Linked DNA regions of Zea mays: region 2 is linked to region 1. Evidence: chromatin contacts called from public Hi-C data. All regions are on one chromosome and are shown on one strand. The core of a region is the stretch at or near the end of the contact, and the rest is flanking DNA. Distances in the headings are between cores, read along the strand shown.

Evidence for each region. Hi-C and Micro-C count contacts between places; a contact is called where the count stands out from the background.
Region 2: a contact with region 1 is called in a Hi-C map of ear, with 2.3 times the contacts expected there. The contact joins the enhancer-like site here to the promoter of LOC100382469 in region 1. A contact is called at or near these places in 2 of 25 Hi-C or Micro-C datasets (ear and leaf).

What each region holds. Positions count from the first base shown.
Region 1 is chr3:192,567,070-192,573,860 of Zm-B73-REFERENCE-NAM-5.0, reverse strand. LOC100382469 reads left to right here and starts at 2,465. Exons shown (of 2, transcript NM_001366792.1): 1 at 2,465-3,016; 2 at 5,031-6,470. The coding sequence starts at 2,521. The coding sequence ends at 5,947.
Region 2 is chr3:192,729,117-192,736,630 of Zm-B73-REFERENCE-NAM-5.0, reverse strand. No RefSeq gene overlaps it. Among protein-coding and RNA genes, the nearest start is that of LOC103651101, 9.1 kb to the right of the region's middle. Within about 2 kb of position 4,915, at least 18 of the 20 cell types and tissues checked have an H3K27ac peak or open chromatin away from gene starts, as enhancers often do. A contact at or near this core is called in ear and leaf, where this site is marked.

The DNA.
Region 1 (6,791 bases), core at 1,216-3,715:
TTGACTTGTTCGCGACAATGTGAGCCAGTCAAACAAAAGTCATAAAACTCCAATGTCTTTTTAAAGCATAACTAAATTCGTTACCCGTACGTTGCGACGGCTCACAATAATACCCATGTAAATTATCTATCAAAAAGATCTCAAGATTTTTTTATTAGTTGTCTCAACTTTTCGCAAAATATTTTTTATGAACGCACGGGTAGCATAGACATCAAATCAGAGATTCACATCCATCGTCTCTCCCACTTCCAAGGTTTCGTAGAGCAGGAGGGGAAGGAAAGAGGCGGGCATACCTCTTCGTTGTCGGAGAAGGACACGATGAAGACCTGGGCATCTAGAGGCGATATAGATAGTATATCGCTAGATATATAGGGAGAGAGAGAACGCAAGCAGAGAAAAAAAGTCCAGCCGGAGCAGCTCCAAACCAAGAGGCACCCGCACCAGACGTCAGTCCGAGAAGGGTGAGAGAATGCGAGTGTCTTCCCAGCCCTGGACCCGCCGAAGCGACACAACACTGGCACCAACTCCGTAGCATATGCCGATTGCTTCCACGCTACGGACCTTAGTTGTCCAATATATCAGACCTGGACTCCTCATCGCTAAGATAACCTAAGTGTGGCAGGCGCCACCATGTCCTCCTCGACGGCAGGCACGGAGAAAGGCCAGGAGCATGACCGACTCGCCCCGTACCCGCGTCGACGAGCGTCGGTCGGCTCGCGGTTGTGACCGTGGGCGGGGGAAGCTGGTTGGGGTGAAAGAATAGGGAGAAGGCAGGGAAGACGAACGGGACGTCCGACGACGGCGAAAACGATGGTGCGCGTATGATGTGAAATATCCTCGTGGATGTGCAAAGTCACTGCGCGAGTCGGTGTCGGACGAATACGTGGAGGAGGCGCTTGCTCCTACGCCCTCTACCGAGAATATGGGGGGCGCAGAGGTGGAGGCATGAGAGGGGAGAGAGAAAAGAAGTAGAATGACGATCGAGGTGGTGGCAACTGAGGCGAGGACCATCATTATCGTGAGGAGGTATGAATGGCCAAATGAGTCGTGTCTGGCGAGCCGGCCCGAGGCACGACCCATTTAATAGTGCCTGGGCCAACCCGTCACGAGCGACGTGTGGTGCTTGGGCCGTAGCCTCGGTCCATAGTGCTGGCATGGTCCGGCACGATTATTTTTTTTATTTTACAAAAAAATCATATGTACAATTTATATTCAATATTATAAACATCTGAGCATGATGTTCTATTGGTTAGACAGTTTCACCCAGTTTCTTTCACCCTTCTTCCATCAGGGTGTTGGGTTCAAACCCCTACCTGCTGCACCGCTTTTTAATATTTTACGCTAAGTTGATTTAAAAGAAATGTAAAGAAATTTTTTTACTGGTGCTTTAAGTATAGAAGAGATTAATCCTAAATCCATGAGTACCTTTTAGAAGTCGATGCACTAGAGGTTTGTTAAGAACAATTGGTGTACATTGAATCCGAATTTGGGATTTACACTAGAGCAGCTCTACTAGTAAGTATGAGATCCATCGTAGACATAGTTGGCAAAAATAGCAGTTTTAGGTTGATATAGGAACAAAGTTGAAATTGACTATTTTAGGTAGGTCTAAAACAATTTCTAGCTGGATTTCTTCTTTAAGTTATATAAATTGTGATTAGTTGGAATGATTATAAGTTTATTCTTAGACAAACGAACAAGTCTGTACTCTTTGGTTAGATGACGAAAGAGTCTCTAGTTAAGTTGATTAGATGGTTAGAGACTCTTCGAGATTGTCTTCACTAGGATTGCTCTTCATAAATCCCACGCACAAAATGAGCACAAAACCCCTTGCAACGGCCACTGATGATCAGAGTGGACCACACTCCAATATATAACTGCTTAATGATTCCATAAACTTTAGGTCGTCTAGTTGATGACAATCTCATCTAAGTCGTTTCATTAGTGCCACAAGATGTAAAAGCTCTATATCCTAAATATCTATATTAAAAATATATTTTGCTATAGATCTTTGTATGTATATATTTATGATGCTTATAAATATTGAATATATTTTTTAGTTTTGTTTAATTTATTGTTTAACGATTAAAATAAACAGATGAGAGTTAAAGAGAATTTCTATACATAAAAGATAAAATTCTATATATTTAACGCTTTTTATAAGGACAACGACGGCTATGCAAGCGGTCCTTCTTTGCAAGCGTGCAAGTAAATCATCTGATTCATTAGATTACGATTTAACCACAGATACAATCATGATTTGTTAGGGATTTTTTTATAAAGATTATTGAGCTGGTGGTGTAAGTGTTTAAGTGTTAAATATGACCTACGGTTGGATCGTAATCTAATGTATCAGATGGTTTACTTTCACTCTTGCAAAGAAGGACCGCTTGCATAGCCGTCGTTGCTAGAATGGGTAGAAGAATCTCCTCTATAATCGCTCCAGTCAAATCTCCTCTATGTACAGGAGGTGATAGTCTTCAGCCCAGCTCGCTCTGCAGTCTTCGCGTAGCAAAAACAATGGCCACAGCGGCGGCAGCTCGGCACGTGGTCGCAGTGCCGTACCCCGGCCGAGGTCACGTCAACCCCATGCTCGTCGTGTGCCGCCTGCTCGCCGCCGCGGACGCTGCCTTGAGCGTGACCGTCGTCGTCACAGAGGAGTGGCACGCGCTGCTGGCCGCAGCGGGGGTGCCCGGCACGCTCCCCGACCGCGTCCGCCTCGCCACCATCCCCAACGTCATCCCCTCCGAGAGGGTCCGCGGCGCCGACTTCGCAGGCTTCGTCGAGGCCGTGCATATCAAGATGGTGGCGCCCGTCGAGCGGCTGCTGGACCGGCTGTCCCTGGAGCGGAAGCCGGACGCCATCGTGGCCGACACCTTCCTGGCTTGGGGCGTTGGGGTTGGATCTGCGCGGGGGATACCGGTGTGCTCGCTGTGGACGCAACCGGCCACGTTCTTCTTGGCGCTCTGGCACCTGGACCGTTGGCCGCCGGTGGATGGTCATCAAGGGGAAGAAGGTATTGGCTACTTCCTTCTTTTTGCATACGACTGAATTTGAGCGTGGGGAGTTTGATTGTTCAAAAACGCAGGTAAAATAAGATCTTATCGTTCAAGTCGATAGAGGGCTAGAGTCAAAGGGGGACTAGCGGAGAGGGAGAGCTATTTCTGTTCTTCTTGATTATTTATTATTATCAAGTCATCCAAGGCAATCACTTAGAAATTCTCTGTAGTCTGATACCGTATTCATAGACATTCATATACATACGAATTCTCTAAGGGCTAGTTTGACAACCTTATTTTTTAAGAGATTTTTTCCAAACGAAATTAACTCGTTTCCCTTGAAAAAATAGAAATCACTTAGAAAAATGGAGTTATCAAACTAGCTGGAAACTCAAATCCGATCCGGAGTTTCCGGAGTTGTCAAACTCAAATCCTTTCCGAAATTTCTCAAACTAGCCCTAAAGATTCATGAGTTGCCATGCAATCATGATCTTGAAGGTCGACCACATATATGAATTTTTAGATAGCAGGGAGAAAAACAGTTCCGGTCTTTTGCAGTTGTTTGCATACATCCTTACAAAACGGTTCACATAAAACTTAAATGAGCTAAAAGTGACATATAAAGAAAGTGTAAGCTATAGTTGAAAATAACACTAAGGCTTAGTTTGGGAACAAAGTTATTGAAAACCACAATTTTTGAAATACTACAGTATACATCAGTCATAACAATAACATAGTTTAAAATACTAGAGTTTTGAATACTGAGATCCATACGTAAGTTTAAAATATCTTAAAACAACTACAATATTTACAATACTCCAGTTTTGAAAACAGAGATTTTAGCTAGCTTGACGTACACCATTATGTATATGATACTGCAGTATTTTTCTAAAACTGTGAAAAAACTTCACTCCCAAACACTTCCCAAACACCCTTTGAGACATTGCAATTCTACTATTATAGCAGTAAACTGGCAGTCCGCCACAGCGAAGTTTAAAATATCTTAAAACAACTACAGTATTTACAATACTTCACTTTTGAAAACAGAGATTTTAGCTAGTTTGCCGAACAACATTTTATATATGATACTACAATATTTGAGAATACTGCAGTATTTTTTCGAAACTGTGAAAAGATATCACTCTCAAACACTCCCTGATTCTACTATTATAGCAGTAAACCGCCAGTCCGCCACAGCGCGTCAGCGCCATCTACGTCTTACAAAAATCTCCATATATATGAATGTCTATGAGAAAACATCACCGGCTTCCGAGAAGTTTGATGCAAACATGTTGGATACTGTAGTGTCTAGAAAATGTTTAGTTGAACCATTTTTTGTTGTTGAAAGGATCAGTGAAGACAACTGCTGCCTTCATGAATGATAACTGAAAATGGCACGTCTTATTTGATCTGGAAGCCTCAGAATGCTATTAGCAAGCATATCCAAATGGCAGTGTCTGAGAATAATATCCAAAAATTCAGGAGTTAGTCATAGAGCTCTTAAATTCAGGGAGGCGCGCAACGATTACTCAGTTAGAATGTTTTTTCAATAAACCAGTATCCCTTTCGTCACTAACACATTCAATGCAATGCATAGAGAAACCAAAGCATTTTCAGTGAACTCAAACTTTATTTTAGTTTTCCACTTTTATCTCCACGATCTGAGATTCCAAACCCATGAACTAAGATACTAGGACAAAACCATGTCCTTCCTTTTCCATCTCCCGAATAAGCTAGTCACAGATGCAGAGATGCTGAATTTAGAGTGGCAAAATCACTCGCCAGTCAATAGAAAGTCTGAACGAGTTAACCCAGAAAATTCTTCTTGTCCCACAAAACCATGTCCTTCCTTTTCCATCTCATGAATATTTTAATCAGTATCAGCTTCTACTGCTTCTACAATGTTTCTGTCTCTATGAATTGCAGCAGCAGCAGTCCAAACAGCTGGCTTTACCCTTTGCCGATAACAATTTCCAATTTACAAGCGTTCAGAGCGCCTAACTGAAAACACAATGCTGTTCTGAACTGCAGGCCTAAGCTGCAGGTCCCTGGATCAATATCTCCCGTTCCCAGCCCTCGCGCCGGTAAAATGTTCTGATATGAAGACCCTCCGCTCCATGGTGCTGCCAATGAAACGGCTAGCGCAGGTGTTCTCCAACCTGCGCAAGGCACAGTGTGTCCTCTTCACCTCCTTCTACGAGCTCGAAACCGGCGCCATCGATGGAACATCGCAAGTGGTTCCATGCCCTATATATGCAGTTGGCCCTTCAATTCCATATATGCCACTGGAAGGTGATTCGGGCGAGTTTCACCATGAAGAAGACTACTTCGGTTGGCTGGATGCCCAGCCAAGAAGCTCGGTACTGTACGTCTCATTTGGCACCCATGTCTCGATGCCTTCGTCTCAGCTGGAAGAGGTCGCCCTGGGGTTGCATGAAAGCACGGTTAGGTTCTTCTGGGTGGCCCGGGACAGAGCTAGCACCGCCACCCTTGAGCAGATCTCTGCTGGTGGCAAGGGCTTGGTGGTGCCGTGGTGTGACCAACTGAAGGTCCTGTGCCACCCCTCCGTCGGTGGCTTCCTGAGCCATTGTGGGTGGAACTCGACCCTGGAGGCCGTGTTCGCTGGAGTGCCGATGCTTGCCTTTCCCGTTGCTTGGGATCAGCTGGTGATTGGCCATCTCGTGGCTGATGAGTGGAAGATCGGCGTCGACTTGAGGGAACGGAGAAGGGAGGATGGTGTTGTCGGAAGGGCCGCGATCTGCGATACTGTAACGAAGCTTATGGATTTGACTGACGATGATAGCCTAGAGATGAGAAGAAGGGCTGCGGAGCTGAGAGAGGCTTCACGCCGCGCAGTTCAGGAAGGTGGATCTTCTCGGTGTTCTTTGAACAGTTTCGTTAGAGATGTCATCGAAGGAAGACTGAATGTTGCAGAAACTTCACGGTAGGTTTTTGCTTGAATTTGTAGTTTCAGGGGGACAGAACTGTTGCTCGTAGGCAGAAACGTTGTGCTCCTGCAAGTAAAGGTACGTGGCTCCTATCATGTTCACGCATATTCACCGCCACCCCACTCGCAACAATTATTACTGGCTTGAAATCACGATTGCCACAGTGCAGGAGTATAGCTGCACATTTTCTGAAGCTGAAAACAGAAGACTTGATGCTGTCTGTAGCAAAGATGGGGGACAGCGATAGTGATGGCACAAAAAATTCTGTGCTCCTGGACTTGTGTAGGTTATGCACGTGATGAGCAAGCGTGTATATAGCCATAAAAAATATTGTTTTACATCGTATATTATTTATATAGTAAAGTTTGGATAAGAAGTGTGATGGGGAAGGATAAGAAAGACTTCTAGAGCAGCCTAAAAATATTAATATCGTGGAATAATCAAGAGCTTTGTATCGTAACAGAGTTTATATGTACTTCTTAAAAAAGTGGTGTTGTATTTTATATACCAAAGTTTATAGGTTAATGATGTGGTGTCAAGATCTTATTCACGTCGACGCTAGATCATCGTTACGCCTAGTGCTAGGAATTGGGCCGTGTCGGGCCGGCCCGGCCCAAGCCCATCGTGCTTCGTGCCAAACGGGTTCGGACCAAGAAAGTCCAATTAATTTTTGGGCCGTGCCGTGCCAGCCCGAAGTGTAAAAACAGTGGTCCAGCCCGGCCCTAAACCACGCCGTGCCTTCGTTGGGCCGTGCCGGCCCAAGCCCGGCCCGTATATTTGACCACATAAAATCAAAATATCATAACCATATAAAGTTCATATCTTACTAAATTAAAGATATTAA
Region 2 (7,514 bases), core at 3,666-6,165, 160 kb before region 1:
GAAAACTGTCCGGATACAGATTCTGGCCCATCGAGGCTGAGCGCGGCCTCTCAACTTTTAAAATAATCAATCCAGGTCTTAAATCATACTAGGTCTATGTCCGTGCGTTACCACGGTAAACACATGAAATCGTTATATGTTTGGTACCGCAAAATAAATAAAGTGAAAAACATGAAATATTTATACACACGATATTGTAAATCAAACAACATATCATAGCATGAGACTTCTCGACCTAAATTAGGTATATTTAAAATTTGCATGATGTCAACAACACGGTGTTTCAATCCAGACAATTTAATTTCCTTTCTAAACGCTACCGGATTTATATTTACAAATTTACATGGCTGCACCCACGTACATGTACATATGGCAACAAATAAACCCTACACTACAATTCCCCTCTCTGCATTCTTGCAGTGTAGATGACTGACAGGTCACAGCCACAGGGTTAGGCTAGTCTTGTACTGCTACTGTACATGAACCAGAAACTGATGATCAGGGGCATATCTAGACTCATGTTATAACAGTTTGGACTTCAGGGAGGACTTGTCAATAGAAGTCATTTCTTTTTTGTGCCAGCATACATGGCTCTTTCCCACTGCGCGACATCTTCGACCCGCGAGAGCGGTGGCGGTAGGACCTCACGCTCTACCAGGTCTCAGCCGTCGAATATGGAACATGACATGCCACCATGCTTCACCAGCTTACCGGTGTACAAGAAGCTCTTGGTTTGAGTTCAGGAGGAGGTTGTCTAGAGTGATGGGCTGACAAGAACAGAGATTCCATCAGAATCGAAAAATGAAGTCTACATGCAATTTAAGAGCAAAACAGGAATTTTACCATGATGGCTGTGTGCATGTTATCCATAAACCTGTTGTCCGACGATACGGCTGAACTTGACTTCCAAACCGATGGGATCCGTGGAGCGGTCGCGGCGTATGTTGCTTGCTGCCTGTGCAGGCAGCTGTGTTGGTGTCTGCAGAGTGCAGAGTGACAGTCATAATGAAAACTGTCCGGATACAGATTCTGGCCCATCGAGGCTGAGCGCGGCCTCTCAACTTTTGAAATAATCAATCCAGGTCTTAAATCATTTTTGGGCTCAAAGGTGTTTGAATGTAATAGAACTAATAGTTAGTTGGCTAAAAATTGTTAGAAGAATTAGCTAGTTAACAAGTAATTATCTAACTATTAACATATTTACCAAAATAGCTAATAGCTGAACTATTAACTAGGTCGTTTAGATGTTTCAACTAATTTTAGTCACTAACTATTATCTCTAATGCATTTAAACACCCCTTTAGTTTTGTCCTTGAACTATTAAACTAATTGCTTACTCCTATTCTGTATTATGTATTTTGGGTTCAACTTCGTTAGCCGATTATGAAAATATATTCTAGTTCATAACTTACACATTTTGGGCTTAGCTCTAAAGCCCGTCGGCCTTCATCGGACCGTGCCAGCCCACATATTTGATCACCATAAATTTCAAATATTTCAACCACATAAAATCCATAGTTTAATAAACTAAAGAAACTAAACACTACGGGTTTTATCGGGCCGAGCCGGTCAAAACTTGTCCCATTCGTATGGGCCGTGCCGGGGAAAATTAAAGCATGGTCCTACCTTTGGGCCATGCTAGCCCGATCCATAGAACTTCGTGTGGGGTCGTGATTTGGACTCCTAATAGCCCAAAAAGCTCGGCCCATGTTCCCAGCACTACCCTACAGATTATCCAAAATGCTTGAGTTGCGCTTACTGCGCGTAAGGTTGGAAAAAAGCTCGAGGCTCGCGAAGCGGCTCGAGCTTGGGATGGCCTGCGAGCCTCGAGTGAGCCGAGTCAAGTTTTCGAGCTTGTTGATGTAGCGAGCCTACTTGTGAAAAATCAATCAAACAATATAATGATGATATATATTAGATAATTTAATCGATATTTTACTCATTCCTTAGCTTTTGATGATGAATATATGACAATTTATAATTTAGAGTTATCGGTGTTTTTACAAGTAAATTTCTTGTATGCATTCCGGGTTCCGGAGGGTGTGTACGGAGGGTGCAAGGTTTATACTGGTTTAGGCAGAACGTCCCTACTTGCAGTCATCGGTGGCTTACGCTATTAGCACCATTAATGATCAAACTCGTAGTAGTGGTTACAGGCGGTTGAGAGAGGAAGAAGAGGCTCACAAGACTCTTTATCGGGGTGTAAGTGGAGCTTAGAAGCTGCAGGGTATAGTCCTAGCTAAGTCTTGGTCGGTAGAGCTCCGACCTCCTAGTCCTTGTCGACGCTCTTCCTCCTCCTGTTCGTCCTTGTGGGCTCGTGTCCATCTGAAGGCGTCTGGTTGCCCCAAGAGCTCTCTCCTTTCGATCCTCTTGCCCTGAGGCCAACCTCTCCCTTTTATAGGCCGGGAGAGGGGTCGTCCAACAATGGCTTCCTTGGGAATGAGTTGTAAGTCAAGGGTAAAAACAACGTTTTACATGGGTGGATCCACACGTACTCGTGGGGCCAGGGCTACATGGTTGTCTCGTATTTATCGTGGCGGACGACGTGGGGTGATGATGGTCCCTGGCGTCATCATTTTGGCTACGTCGACCCCTGGCCCCCGTAGCCTAGGGCTCGGCGCGGCCCGACATGTAGTGCCCTGCGGGAGGTCGGCGCACTCAGGCCTAGTGTGATAGACCATAAGTGCGCAAGGGGTGCGTGAGCCATGAATGCGTCACGGTCCGAGGGGCTCGTAGGTCATGAGTGCTATGCAGCCCGAGGTGCTCGCAGGTCATGAGTGGGAAGCGGACTGGCGCCACGCTATGGCTAGGTGTCAGACATGGTTAAATGTGGTCGGCTATTTATGGCGAGTCAGTCTGGGGCTGAGCGCGGGGATCCACTCGAGTGGTTCTCTTTTGACACGTTCGACCTCCCCTGTCAGGTTTCACCACGCCCGACCCTGGACTCGATGTCGCGGGGTTCCATCGAGGCAGGTCCTTTCTGTTGCTATAAAGCAAAAGGACACAGGTGAGCAAAAATCACAAAAAGGGTAAAAATAAGAAAAGTGTCAAAATTAAGGGTATGATTTGAAATAGCCCTATTATTGATCATGGTATAATTTACTAGCCATCTTTAAGCTAAGCCGAGCCTTCTTTAGCTCGTTAAGTGGTTCCTCAGTTTGGCTTGTTTACAGCCCTGCGTGTGTAGAATGTCGATCAAGGCTTCCTCTGAACCGTGAAATTTAACATCCTTTTAGACGTGTATTTATCTCTTTACGTAGAATTAATTTCTACTGTGTTTTTCTACAATTATTACACTTAAATATTTTTCCTCGATTTGTTTAGGCAGAACGTCCCTACTTGCAGTCATCGGTGGCTTACGCTATCAGCACCGTTAATGATCAAACTCGTAGTAGTGGTTACGGGCGGTTGAGAGAGGAAGAAGAGGCTCACAAGACTCTTTATCGGGGTGTAAGTGGAGCTTAGAAGCTGCAGGGTATAGTCCTAGCTAAGTCTTGGTCGGCAGAGCTCCGATCTCCTAGTCCTTGTCGACGCTCTTCCTCCTCCTGTTTGTCCTTGTGGGCTCGTGTCCATCTGAAGGCGTCTGGTTGCCCCAAGAGCTCTCTCCTTTCGATCCCCTTGCCTTGAGGCCAGCCTCTCCCTTTTATAGGCCGGGAGAGGGGTTGTCCAGCGATGGCTTCCTTGGGAATGAGTTGTAAGTCAAGGGTAAAAACAACGTTTTACATGGGTGGATCCACACGTACTCGTGGGGCCAGGGCTACATGGTTGTCTCGTATTTATCGTGGCGGACGACGTGGGGTGACAATGGTCCCTGGCGTCATCATTTTGGCTACGCCGACCCCTGGCCCCCGTAGCCTAGGGCTCGGCGCGGCCCGACATGTAGTGCCCTGCGGGAGGTCGGCGCACTCATGCCTAGTGTGATAGACCATAAGTGCGCAAGGGGTGCGTGAGCCATGAATGCGTCACGGTCCGAGGGGCTCGTAGGTCATGAGTGCTATGCGGCCCGAGGTGCTCGTAGGTCATGAGTGGAAGCGGACTGGCGCCGCGCTATGGCTAGGTGTCAGACATGGTTAAATGTGGTCGACTATTTATGGCGAGTCAGTCTAGGGCTGAGTGCGTGATCCACTCGAGTGGTTCCCTTTTGACACGTCCGATCTCCCCTGTCAGGTTTTGCCATGCCCGACCCCGGACTCGATGCCGCGGGGTTCCACCGAGGTGGGTCCTTTCTGTTGCTATAAAGCAAAAGGGCAGATGTGAGCAAAAATCACGAAAAGGGTAAAAATAAGAAAAGTGTCAAAATTAAGGGTATGATTTGAAATAGCCCTATTATTGATCATGGTACAATTTACTAGCCATCTTTGAGCTAAGCCGAGCCTTCTTCTTTAGCTCGTTAAGTGGTTCCTCAGTTTGGCTTGTTTACAGCCCTGCGTGTGTAGGATGTCGATCAAGGCTTCCTCTGGACCGTGAAATTTAACATGCTTTTAGATGTATTTATCTCTTTACGTAGAATTAATTTCTACTGTGTTTTTCTACAATTATTGCACTTAAATATTTTTTCTCAATTTGTTTAATGTTGCCTCCTTCTTAAATTAGTATTCGCTTTATCTCTTGAATTTTTATATCTATACTTAAATAGATGATGATGAAACTAAACACATATATATAACACACATTTAATTGTTGTATGGATATAGTAGAAATCTAGAACGAATTTTGATTTGGAACGGAGTGAGGTGACAGTGCATAGACTATGCTGCCCACCCAGAAAGCACAGTAGCACACTGGTTGTTGGAACCGCGCACGGAAAGCCTTGGTAGCGTTTGGCATCATAAACGTGAGGTGTATAGAATGGAGGCCCAGTCTGTAGATAAGAAGCAGCCCACGTAAGCTATACGGGAAAGGCCGGCCGTTTACTCCGGTAGCCCGACTGAAGCGATAGTTTTGCAGCGATGGGCTTCACAGCTTCAGGTATCCGGCTGTAGATAAGATGACAGTGATGCTGCTGCTACCGATCGCCAATAACGTGTGGAAGCGGAATCGTTTGAGAAGAGTGGGCGACAGATCCTGCAGCTGGTGGCTGGTGCTATGCCTATTGCCTGGTAGACGTGTACTGTTCCTGGGCCTTACGAACTGAGCTTATGTGTTTGTCACATGCATGAGCGCATGTGGATCAGATCAGAACACCCCACTGCGTGTTGGCTGTTGGCTTCCTGTGCTGCCACTGTGCACTCCACTGGAAGCCGGCGTAAACGACAGTCACCAACAAATCAAACGTCGCTGCGTCCACCCGGCTGCCCCCACGGAAGCCGACATCGTCTCCCAATAATTCCCTGGCCAGAGGTGTCATTTGGACCGGTTTTGATAGAAAAAAAAAAAGCACCACCCAAACACAGCACTTAATTAGCTATCCTACGACCACGGGTGTCGTGACTGAATTGCGCCTGCGGAGGCTACTACATACTCATCCATTTTTCATAGTAGCCTTCGTATTCGTCCATTTCATCGTCATACAGTGGATGCAGGCGATGGCTTTTGGAAGTTGGAAGAGATCATCAAACTCATATCACCGTTGTAAAGCATACTCAAGTACGTGGTGATCCAAGTTTGAGTTCCTACAAGTATAAGCAGCAGGTACACGCCAATGTTGAGGGCGTGAGAGAACGTGGAACGGCAAAGCTGCTGTGATGGTTTGTAATAGTATGTATAGATGGAACCTAGTTTGCTTGGTGAAGGTTGTGAACAGTCGGGTAGAAAATTTTACACGTTGTCTGTCTCTTGAGCTGACCTAAATTGAAGTGTGTTGGCGTTGATCTGGGCAGCGCCAATCACTAGGGGTGTATCGTCTGGCGGTGCCATCTGCAGCGGCGCGGATGGTCAGCGACTATGGGTCGGACGGTTCGCAACCTGGGCGTAGGAGCGACGCCTTCACTGCGTCGCACTGGACCGAACGGTCCACGATGGCGTAGGGTCGTCTTCCTCCTTGCTGGAATCTAGATCTCGCCCCTGGGGTAGAGATCTTAGAGCACTTCAAGTCGATAGGTCATCTGAAACGTCCTTAGACGACGTAGAGTCGCCTAGAAATTAAGAGATCAATTCGATGAAAAAATCTTAAGTGGACAACTAGATCTTGTTAGGATTTATGGGCTTGGCCCAATTAAGAAATTCAAATAAATCCCAGAAAAATCTCAAAAGCCCATACAAGGGGATGGCTAGAGGATAGGTGGAACCATTAGCACCATATTGCTAGCTCTAGTAGAGTAGAGCTAGCTTAAACTTAAATATGGAAGCCACACTCACTCACCAAGTCATGGATGAGAGGAGAGAGTGTGGAGAGCCACACGCGCGCGCTCGCTCGCCTGGCCTGGGCAGGGCGAAGGGCGCGGGCGCACGACATGCACGTAAATGGTCCGCCGAAATCCGGCCCATCGCCTTGCAGGGGCGCGGCTATCTTTTGCCGTTCGATTTTTTGGTTTCTTGGCTGTTACGTCTATCCTAACCGATCGCTATAAAATCTCAACTGATTGCGAGGTTTTCGTGGGCGGATAAGACCAGGGTTCGCGGACTCGACCCTATAAAAGGAGCACGGCAGCCAGCCTCCAAATCATCCCAATTCGCTTTCGCCTCTCTTCACAGCTGAGCCGCCTTCCAGTTCTCTTCATCCCGATCGCAGAGGTGCATCTGCGATTAGGAGAGCAGGTCTCCGGAACCCTTCGCCTTCTAGATCCTGCACCAGGAGAGGCCGAATAAGGTTTTTGGGAAGCGTCTTCACGCGACTGCTCGTGATCTTCTGACCTCGTCGACCCTGCTGATTTCGCTACTTCGACGTCGTCGACCCTGCTGATTCCGGCGCACGCCATCTATCAGTATGTCTAATCAGTACGCATCATCTGATTTGACTTTTTACTTCAGTGCTTGTGATTTTGTCATGATTTATATTCAGAATTTAATCTGGAATTTGTCTAATTATTCAACAATCCAAAAACCTTATTGTAGACAATTTCCTAGTTTTTCTTTGGCTGCTTTTGCCGATGCGCTCAAGCCAGAAAAGTTCAATGGTATGCACTTTAAGAGATGGCAAGTCAAGGCCACGCTCTGGCTTACTGCTATGAATGTCTTCCATGTTAGTAAAGGCAGACCTGAGGGTCCACTGACTCCTGAACAGGAGAAAGAGTACGACCATGCCAATACTATCTTTACGGGAGCCGTTCTTAGCGCCCTTGTTGACTGTCTGGTTGATGCGAATATTCAGTACAAAGACGGGAAAGAGTTATGGGATGCACTTACTACCAAGTATGGTGCATCGGATGCTGACAGTGACCTGTATATCATGGAGAGCTTTCATGATTATAAGATGGTTGATAATCGCTCTATTGTAGAGCAAGCTCATGAAATACAGTGTATAGCCAAGGAGCTCGACCACCTTAAGATAGTCCTTCCTGACCGATTTGTGGCTGGGTGCATTATTGCAAAGTTGCCTTCTACATGGAGGAACTTCGCCACATCTCTGAAACATA